Regions from separate parts of the Mus musculus genome. Here region 2 is linked to region 1. A link is a contact called in public HiChIP or PLAC-seq data. All regions are on one chromosome and are shown on one strand. Each heading gives the region's core, a stretch centred on a gene start, on an enhancer-like site or on the middle of the called end of the contact. The rest is flanking DNA. Distances are from core to core; before and after follow the strand shown. Region 1 has its middle 22 kb from the start of Gm32603. Region 2 holds the start of Mtor (mechanistic target of rapamycin kinase).

Evidence for each region. HiChIP or PLAC-seq counts read pairs in DNA pulled down with a chosen protein or histone mark.
Region 2: an H3K27ac HiChIP or PLAC-seq map of embryonic stem cells shows a contact between it and region 1, with 6 times the contacts expected there. The contact joins the promoter of Mtor here to the enhancer-like site in region 1. A contact is called at or near these places in 10 of 39 promoter capture datasets (the 3T3-L1 cell line, 3T3-L1-derived adipocytes, cranial neural crest and 6 more), 4 of 484 Hi-C or Micro-C datasets (dorsal root ganglion neurons, embryonic stem cells and medial ganglionic eminence), 15 of 115 datasets of contacts at active chromatin or transcription factors (acute myeloid leukemia, bone marrow-derived macrophages, craniofacial prominence and 9 more) and 1 of 9 other capture datasets (pancreatic islet).

Annotation. Positions count from the first base shown.
Region 1 is chr4:148,190,201-148,195,232 of GRCm38.p6, reverse strand. No RefSeq gene overlaps it. Among named protein-coding and RNA genes, the nearest start is that of Gm32603, 22 kb to the left of the region's middle. Within about 2 kb of position 2,327, at least 20 of the 459 cell types and tissues checked have an H3K27ac peak or open chromatin away from gene starts, as enhancers often do. A contact at or near this core is called in embryonic stem cells and stem cell-derived epiblast-like cells, where this site is marked.
Region 2 is chr4:148,446,628-148,451,279 of GRCm38.p6, reverse strand. Mtor (mechanistic target of rapamycin kinase) reads right to left here and starts at 2,698. Exons shown (of 58, transcript NM_020009.2): 1 at 2,593-2,698.

The DNA of each region.
Region 1 (5,032 bases), core at 1,078-3,577:
TGTTATATCGTCAGGCAGTTGACCCTTGCTCTCATGTTGTGGAGTTTTATTCTCTAGTTAATACCCTGCAGCATGTATCCCCTCCCCATTTCAAGGGGACATAGAAAGAAAGTGTGGGAACCTGGAGGAAGGTGGCCACCCTCACCCTGATCCCCCACCTCACAACACTGGCAGCTGCAGTTCTGGGTGGGACAGATTGCACAGCTGAGCACCCGGCAGCTCTGTCAGGGACAAGCTACACCATGACAGCCTCTGAGGGGCAGCACTCCCATCTGAGCTAGGCCCCAGGGTGAAGGCATAGCTTGGCATGTGGACCAAAGGGATAAAAACACACCCTGCAACCCAGACCCCTTCAAGAGTGTTCTGGTCCAGTGACTCGGTGACCCCATCCCTACCACCTTCTTCTACCAGGCTTGGAGCTCCTTGCTGGCCACACCCTCTATCTGATTAAGTAGGTTTGGAGGGAAAAGTCAGAGAGGTGGGGACATACCCTGGGGAAGAGAGAAGGGGAGCCCCTATTGTGTCTGTCCACCCAACTGTCCTCAGTTATGTATAACAGAATCTAGTTACACACACACAAACCACACACTCACACACACACACCCATACACACCCATACACACCCATACACATACACACACCCATACACATACACACACACCCATACACACCCATACACATACACCCATACACACACATACACACACACATAGACACACACACACATACACACCCATATACACACACATATACACACCCATACATACACACACACACATATATACACACACACCCATACACACACACACATAGACATACACACACCCATCCATACACACACACATAGACACACACACACCCATACACACATACATAGACATACACACACCCATACACACACACACATACACACACATATACACACACACTCATACACACACATACACACACACACACACAAACACACACACACACACACACACACACACCTCCATTCCTCAACCTTGTTCTACTCTCCTGGCTACTAAAGAGACCTGAACTCAAGGCCTCAGCCTCTGGGCAAAAAAGCAAGCACTTTATTGCCCACAGGACTCTCAGTCCCAGGAGGAAATATCCCTGTCCACACTGTCACAGTCAGGAACTGCAAGGACTTCAGCAGGCAAGTGCCTGCCTTCTCTTCCCCGAGCTCTGCCTCCACTGCCCAGCTGCCCTCACTGAGGCCCAGCTGCAGAGTGAATGGGAACCAGGATTTTTTTTCTCCATTCCTGCACCATTCACCACAGGCAGGTGCCGCACAGACCTGACCTTCTGCCTGTGTTAGTCACACCAGACCAGTGCAGCCATTGCAGGGGAGTGGGTCCAGAAATGGGGAAGTTGCAGAAGAGTGGACCTAGAAATGGCACACATACACAATGCACATGGTGGGTCACCTCCTTGAACAGGGGCTGGATGTTAGGGAAGGCTTGCTGGAGGAAGAGACAGCTCTGAGGGAATGAGGTGGGGGTGGTAGTACCTTCAGGACAGAGGCTGCCTACAGTGGGCAAGGGTTGGGACCTAAGCCCAGGCTTGCCTCCCACAACAGCTACACATCACAGGGGATGAAGGGAGAAGTGATGGAGCGAATCTAAGTCTCCCATGTCAGCTTGCCGGGCCTCAAATCCTCCACATCGCAGAAAAATGAGAAGCTGAAACTTGTCAGCTGTCCTGGGATTTGCATTTTAAGAAGGATAAAAAGCTGGGCCTGAAAGATGGTACCCTGGGTCAGCTCTGCCACCCTGCCCAGGGGCCTGCTGCTGCTTCTGCCTCCCTCCCTGATCTCTAGGCCCAGCACTTAGACCTCCATTTCGTAGAGTGAACACTATGGTAGCCTCTGAATTTGATACCCAGGACCCTACGACTGCCTGACTTAAAGTTTATTTCTTAGGTAGGAGGACGCCCTTATCTGCCCAGATGATACTGAAATATCTACAGATAAAATAACCAGTGGGTCTCAGTCCCTAAGATGGCGGCGGGAGGTATGCATGGCTTCTACTAATAACAGCGGGCACCTTCTCTACTGTCAGTGGAGTTGGATGCTAATCTCATCCAAATATCCGGGGAATGTTGACCTACAGCTTGGAGCACCATGGCCCACAAACTTGAATCGCTAGATGGCTGCTTTCTTGGCCTTTTTACCTGTAGGGGAAAAAAAAAAAAAAGCTGAGATCCAGGGAGGCTACAGGAGCCGTTCAAGGTCACGTGGTTGAGTAGCAGCAGTGCTTAGCGGTTTCCATCCAGGCTCCCAGACCCGAGCTCCCTGCACAGCCCTCTGGCTCTTACTGTAAATCCTTGGCCCCAGGAGGAAAAGTCAGGCTAGTAGCTCTGACCACACCGCTGAGCGCCTATCCCCAGAGCACCTCAGACTGGCTAGTGTGGAATTTACATATGTGTGATTTGCATATCATTTGCATGGTACTCCCAGAAGTCCAAAATGCCAGGAAATTCCCCAGGTCTTCCTTTGCCCCTGCAGCTTCTTGGCTTCAGTACACCTTCTCCGTAGAGAGTCAGGTCCCTGGGCGGGTCACCTGTCCCCTGCTCGCTGCCAGACCACAAGGGCAAGCAGTGCTCTCTCTCCTGCATGCTGGGATCTCCAAGGCACAGTGGATGCAGCCTGTGCTGTGTGGGAGTCGCTTTCAGAGAGGACACAGGAATGGACATTATTTATTTTAATAGTCACGTATTCATTTTTATGCGTCTTTGAATTTATGACTGGGGTGCCAGTTTCCCTTTTACTGCTGAAATATAAAGTTCCCCTTTAAACTAAATTTCAGTTTTTAAAAAAAATAAGTCAATGAAAATAAAAGCTGTAAATAAATAATAGAGTAGGCTGTGCATCGATACGGCAGAGACGGAGGATGGCGGAGGTGGTTAGAAACGCTGGATTCACCACAAAATCTGCCACCGTCCAGCCAACCCTCCTCCACCCAACTATCGTCTGTCAATGGAGGCCAAAGTCAAGAGGTGTGAAGAAAGCCTTGTATCTGGCTTTCTTGTGTTTATGTGTGCCCATGTGTATGTGTGTATGAAGGTGTGTAGAAACTAGAGGTCAACATGGGTGTCTTTATCTATACCCCTTCTGCTTTATTTAATGTTTATCAATCTTTGAGAGTTTCATACAGAATACAATGTATTCTTATCACTTTCACACCCACTCCTCTTCCTAACCCCTGGACCCTCCCTCCCTTTCCCCACCCCACCCCTACTTTCAACTTTGTGTCTTTTTCTATTACGAGTTATTATTGGGGGCTGAAGAGATGTCTCAGCAGTTAAGAGCATTGACTGGTCTTCCAGAGGTCCTGAGTTCAATTCCCAGCAACCACATAGTGGCTCACAACCATCTGTAATGAGATCTGGTGCCCTCTTCTGGTGTGCATAAAGATAGTGCACTCATATTTGTGAAATAAATAAATAAATCTTTTTAAAAAGCTATTTATTTTTCCTTTATGTATATGTGTGCATGCATGTGCATGTGTATACCACATGAATGCCTGGTGCCCACAGAGGCTGGAGAGAGTGTCAGATCATCACCACTAGAGTTATAAACAGTTGCCAGCCACCATGTGGGTGCTGGAAATATAACCTAGATCCTCCGCAAAAGCAGCAAATACTCATAACATCTGACCCATCTCTCCAGCCCTTTTAAAAAAAAATATTCTTAATTTTATATGTATGAGAATTTTGCTTGCATGTATGTCTGTGCACCACATGTGTGTGTGGTGCCCAAAGAGGCCAGAGAAGGCACCAACTTCCCTGGAACTGGAGTTATGGTTGGTTGTGAGCCACCGCATGGGTGCTGGGAACTGAACCCAGGTGATCAGCAAGAGCAGCCAGTGCTCTTAACTGTTGAGCCATCTCTCCAGTAGCCTCCCCTCCCCCCTTTTAAATAACCCAACAAGTCCAATTTGAGCTGTTCACATACTCATAGCTGGACATAGCCACAGACTATAGACATGGAATGACCAAGTCTGAGAATTTAAGCACATTTCTCAGACAATTAGCACATTCTTCATCATACACTCTGACCATTAGCACATTCCTCATTATGCACACTGCCCATTAGCACATTCCTGGTTATGCACACTGCCCATTAGCACATTCCTCGTCATACACTCTGACCATTAGCACATTCCTCATTACACACACTGACCATTTCCTTGTGGCCCCTCACTCAGGCCTATAACCTGCCCCCTCACCTCATTCCAGAATCCTCAGGTTCTGGGAAGTTGGCCTCAGGAGTAAATCTTGGGACCCCACATATGTCTTCATAAGATCTCTTTGAGCCAGGCTCCCTTCCTCATGGATTCTAGAACAGAATTGTGTTTCCCTACCAAACTTTTACTAACCTAGGAGCCAGCAATCTATTCCCATGGAAGCCCACAAGGTAATTAACACCCTTGCGTTTAACTGGGGCCCCACTCTCACCATTAATGAGCTAGCTAAGGGCTCTGCTTAAAATGAATAACTTGCAAATGACCCAAGAGCTCTGGGCTCCTAATTCCTTTTTTTTTTTTTTAAATCAGAAAAAAAAAAATTACACAGAGAATTTAAATAGAAAAGCGATTTTCATTTATGAGCCAGTATCATTATTCATAACTGGAGAATTGTATGGAGTAAAAAGCCTTTTCCACTTAATTAGAATGGCGAACATCACAGAAAAAGGGGGGACTATGTGCAGCACCAGGGACCAGGAGGCAAAAAGTACAGATGAAAGGAAAAGAAACTCCCTCCCATGTCACTGTGGGTCTGTGTGACTGTGCATCAAGCAAGGAGGCAAACAGAGAACCACACAGATCACAGGTTAGGAGGAGGGGGAGGAGGACAGAGGAGGGAAGGGAGGAGGGAGGGGAGGAGGGAGGGAGCATCAATCCTGATGGCTCCTGCCCTATGGTGCACTCCTTCTGGTCACTTCATCCTTCCACTGGACACTTGGCATACAGAGTCTCATGTCAAACCCAGACTAATATAAACTTTCAAACCATATTTTTGCCTGGGA
Region 2 (4,652 bases), core at 1,449-3,948, 260 kb before region 1:
ACCTTTGTCTACTTAGCCATTTTGCTGGCCCCTTTAAAAATCTTTTTCTTTCATTTTTTTCAGCCAGTCTTCTATTCATAGCATGACCCTGAACTCACGCCACAGTTGACGGCCTGGAACCACCAAGCTAGGAGTCGAAGGGTGCTGAGATTCCAAGCTGGGCTCTGCATGCTGCAAGCATTCTACCGAGACGGAACACCGTCCCCAGCCCCATCCTTCAATACTCTATAAACTCTGTTAGTAAATTCCTCTGTGGCCTTCCTAACACGGATTTCCACTCATTTATGCCAGGCTTGGGACTCCAGAGACTACCTGGGCTTAAATCCTGAGGCAAAGTCACCTTCCTTAAGGGGGACACTTAAGACTCCTCAATTTCCATGGCACCTCAGTAGAAGAGCCTAACTCGTGGGATAAGGTGAGGATTTACACATTTAAAAGTGTTTCTGGGAGTGCAACACACAGCTCTTCTTCGCTTTTATAACTATTGTAGATGTGGTCTAAAGTCAGGAGTAGGGCAGAAGAGAGAGAACTAAAACTAAGGTTTCTCCTTTCCTCAGACTGTCATTTGCAGGAGTGTATGGAGTCTACAGCAGTCTGGCCCAACAGAAATATAATACAAGTCACGTGAGTCATTTTATGTTATTTTATTTTATTTATGCATGACTATCTGAGTGTATGCCACATATGTGCAGAAGCCTGCAAAGGTCAGAAGAGGACATTGGAGTCCCTGGAGCAGGAGTTGCAGGCAGTTGAGAGTGGCCTGACAACTGGGGTCCACTGGATGAACAACAAGTGCTCTTAGGTGCTGAGATATTGCCAGCCCTCCATGTAATTTTAAATGAAACAGGTGAAACTCACAGGGCGTACTCGATCCAATAATTCAAAAACTCATTTTGAGACCGAGTTTCCAAAATCTCGCATTCAACTATCCCGATCTGGATCGGTCATACCTCAGCAGCTACATGTGGCTACAGGCTGTTGTATGGATGGCATAGTGCAGCTGTGCAGGGTACTAGCATGGCTAGCTCGTCTCATCCATGGATTCTGAACCTGGAGAGTCTACCAAGGATGGACAGAATATCCTAGGGTGTGGGTGGGAGGGATGCCTCAGTGGGAAAGGGAGCTTGCTGCTAAATCTGATGACTGAGTTCGATCTCTGGGACCAACAAGGTAAAGGAGAGAACTCCTATAATTTGTCCTGACATCAACGTGCACACCACTGCATGCACGGCACCTCCCACCCCCCATCAATAAATAGTGCTCTTGTCATTATTTGCTACATGGTAGAGTATAACAACCATTCATAGTGTATGGTACAGTATAACAACCATTCATAGTGTATGGTACAGTATAACAACCATTCATAGTGTATGGTACAGTATAACAACCATTCATAGTGTTTGAAGGTAAAAGCAAGGGAGGTGTGATTTAAAGCATACAAAAGGTTATATACAAGTACTGCACCATTTCATAGGACGAACAGGCATTCACTGGGTTGGGAAGGCAGTTCTAGAAACAAATACATACATACACACACACACACCATAGGAAATAGCAACACACTCAAATGGTGAGCTCAACACTATCACTCATTTTTCAACTATGTGATGTTTGTTCCCTCAATAAGTTTACCATCCAGGGGACCCCAATAAAGTGGCCATTAAAAAGGGGCTAGCCCACTATGCCATGGCAGTAACTAACATATACACCTATCCTGCCAGAGTATACTAAAAAACAAAAACAATTCCCGAAGCACTCTGGCTTTGAAAGAATCTGTGAGACACAGCCTAACATGCACAGAACCCCTTGTTCAATCCCCACCACCTCATAACCAAGGCACGATGCCACACATCTTTAAGCCCAGCACTGAGGGAGAGGCAAGAAATTCAAGGTCATGCCGGGGTTAGGGATAAACACAAAACATAAGGAGTAAAATAGTCTTGAAAGGCTTTCAAACGCTACACTACAGGGGGAATAAAATACTATAAAAGGAACTGGGCCGTTTTAGAGCGGAAGAAACCACTACTGAGCGTGTAAGCACACGAGGCAGCGGGAAGGAGACCGACTTGGACTTTCTATTCTCATCACGTCAGTAATTAGACAGTCACTTGAAGGTTTACCCACAAGCCAGCTGCCCCAGGCTGGATTCAAAGTAACTATTTGAGTCACAAATCCCAAAGGTTGTGAGAATGCCTTAGGGGAATTCGAGTTGAAAGGTTGAAACGTGAAGGGAGGGCGTGACCCTGAGGCTGACCCTGCGTGGGCGCGGAGGTCTGGGTTCCTGGCAGGTCTCCATGGTGAAGTGTAGGGGGCAGATCCCGAAACTGGAGCTCCTGGGGACAGGCTCCACCGTCAGTAGGTGGGTCTGGAGTTCCAGGTCCTGAGCCCGAGAAGGAGACCTAAATGCTCCACGGAAGGCCCGGAGCAGATCCGCCAGCCTGCGGGGGTCTCCCCGAGGGCGCGGAGCTGGTGCTGGGGCGCTGTACGGTTCAGACAGGCGGCTTCCCGGGCCTCCCCCAGCACGGCCCACACTGGCTGGGAGTCTGGCCGTCCCGCCAGCCGCAAGCGCCCGACTCCAGGCCCCAGACTCACCGCGCGGCTTCGGCCACCGCCTCAGCTGCCGCCGCCGGAGCCGGTACCGCCGCTTCAGGCCCCCAGCCTCAACACCCGCCTTCCCCGCTGTCTTCTAGGCCAGGGAGGTGGGGAGGGCGGGCTCGTAAGCGCTACAACCAATCAGCGGGCCGAGCTCGAAGATGGGGAGGAACATCCACCAATAATCATGAAGAATTGGAGCTTCGGGACCGGCTTCTCGAGGGCGGGGATTGTTCAAATAGACAAAACGAGCAACCAGTGGCAAGCAAAAGGAGGCGAAGGACTATTCCGAAGAGCCAATCAGTCGTGAGTTGACTTCGGTCACTTCCACGAACACTTCCGGTACGTCGCTACTACAAGTCCCCTCCACACACGCTGTGACCGTGTGGAGCCACGGTTTGGTACCCTAAGGACCTGTTGAAAGAACTGGGGCAGAGGTTAGGGATCGTGCTCGGGATGCTGAGAAGGGGCCGAGTGTCCGACGCTCTCGAATCACTGCAGAAGACATATCTTGGAAATCGGTTCACTGAGGAACTCTTGCTTTCTCGTTTGTAAAACTGAATATGCATTTGCAAGGGTTTTTTTGTTTTTGTTTTTGTTTTTTTTTATTCTCACTGTCCCCAAATTGCCTTACTTGTGAGCTCATTCTCAGGATAAGATGATCACCGAACTACTTTAAATACAAGATTTTAAAGAAAAATCCTTAAAAATTTTTTTTTATTTTTCAAACGGGCAATAGCCGGAGCTAGGGATGTAAACCAGTCGATAAGAGTGTTTGCCCACCCCGGCGTGGTGGTGCACGCCTTTAATCCCAGCACTTGGGAGGTAGAGGCAGGTGGATTTCTGAGTTCGAGGCCAGCCTAGTCTACAGAGTGAGTTCCAGGACAGCCAGGACTACACAGAGAAACCCTGTCTCGAAAAACCAAAAATAAAGAGTGTTTGCCCGATAGGCATGAAAGTCGTGGGTTCAATTCCCAGCACTGTGTAAAGTGCATGCCTGTCTTCCCAGAACTCTGGTGGTGGAGGTTTAGAGGGTCAGAAATTCAAGGTTGAACTAGGGAGATTTCTCAGTGTTTAAGGCCCTTCCAGAGAACCTGCTCCAATATATAAAAATGTATCATTAAAATTTTTCATATGAAATTTATGCAGATCTTTTGTTTAAATCTTTATTTTTTTATCAGTGTTGTAATACACACTGAAAATTCCTAAATAGCTTGAATTAGGAATTTGAGTGAACTATTAAACACATTAATATTAAAAGAAACATGTGAAGCTATTAGTAATGATAATGCAGATAAATATTTGCTAGTAAGGTAAAGATTTCCAATTAGTTGAAAGCGTTAAATGTTTTTAAGTTAAAAAACAAATTAAAAACACACCAAAGTACAAGTTATACTACAATACAACCCTTTATAAAGCATTGATAACACTTCCTAGATACTAATTTGGGGAAATGCCAACTAAAATGTAATGAGATTTGGGGAAGACACACTTTCTTTAGACTGTGCCACCAATTATTTGTATATTGAAAAGAACTGTTGAAGAAATAAAGCTTTCAGAAAATCTACATGCCAGGCAAGTGTTAATGCGTGGCCCAGGAACCAAACTGGCAGGTGACCTAAATCCTTTGTCTTGTCACTTTTGGTTAAGGTAATTAAGGAAATAAGGTGTTCCTCTAAGTTGGCTGTTCTTCACTATGTCTAACTTTTATTTTTTATTTTTAAGACAGTGCCTTGCTGTACATCCCTGGATGGCCTAAAACTTGCTATGTAGAGTTCCAGGTGAGACTGGCTTTCAAGGGAATGAAACGGGTGCAGCAAAGAAACCAAAATAGCTGCTCCATAGGTGAAAAAAGAAAAAGTTTATTTCCAACTGCCAAGGCTGTCTCGGGAAAGCAGAGAGAAGCTATGGGGGTGGGGCGGGCTGGGTCGGGCTGGGTCGATGGATGGTCTCTATGATCTGGATGGATGCTATCTGTGATGGGGAAGAATGGACCTCCAGGGTTACATGGGACTGTGTACCTGGGGGAAAAGGAGCCCTTGAGCTGCCATGGAGACTCT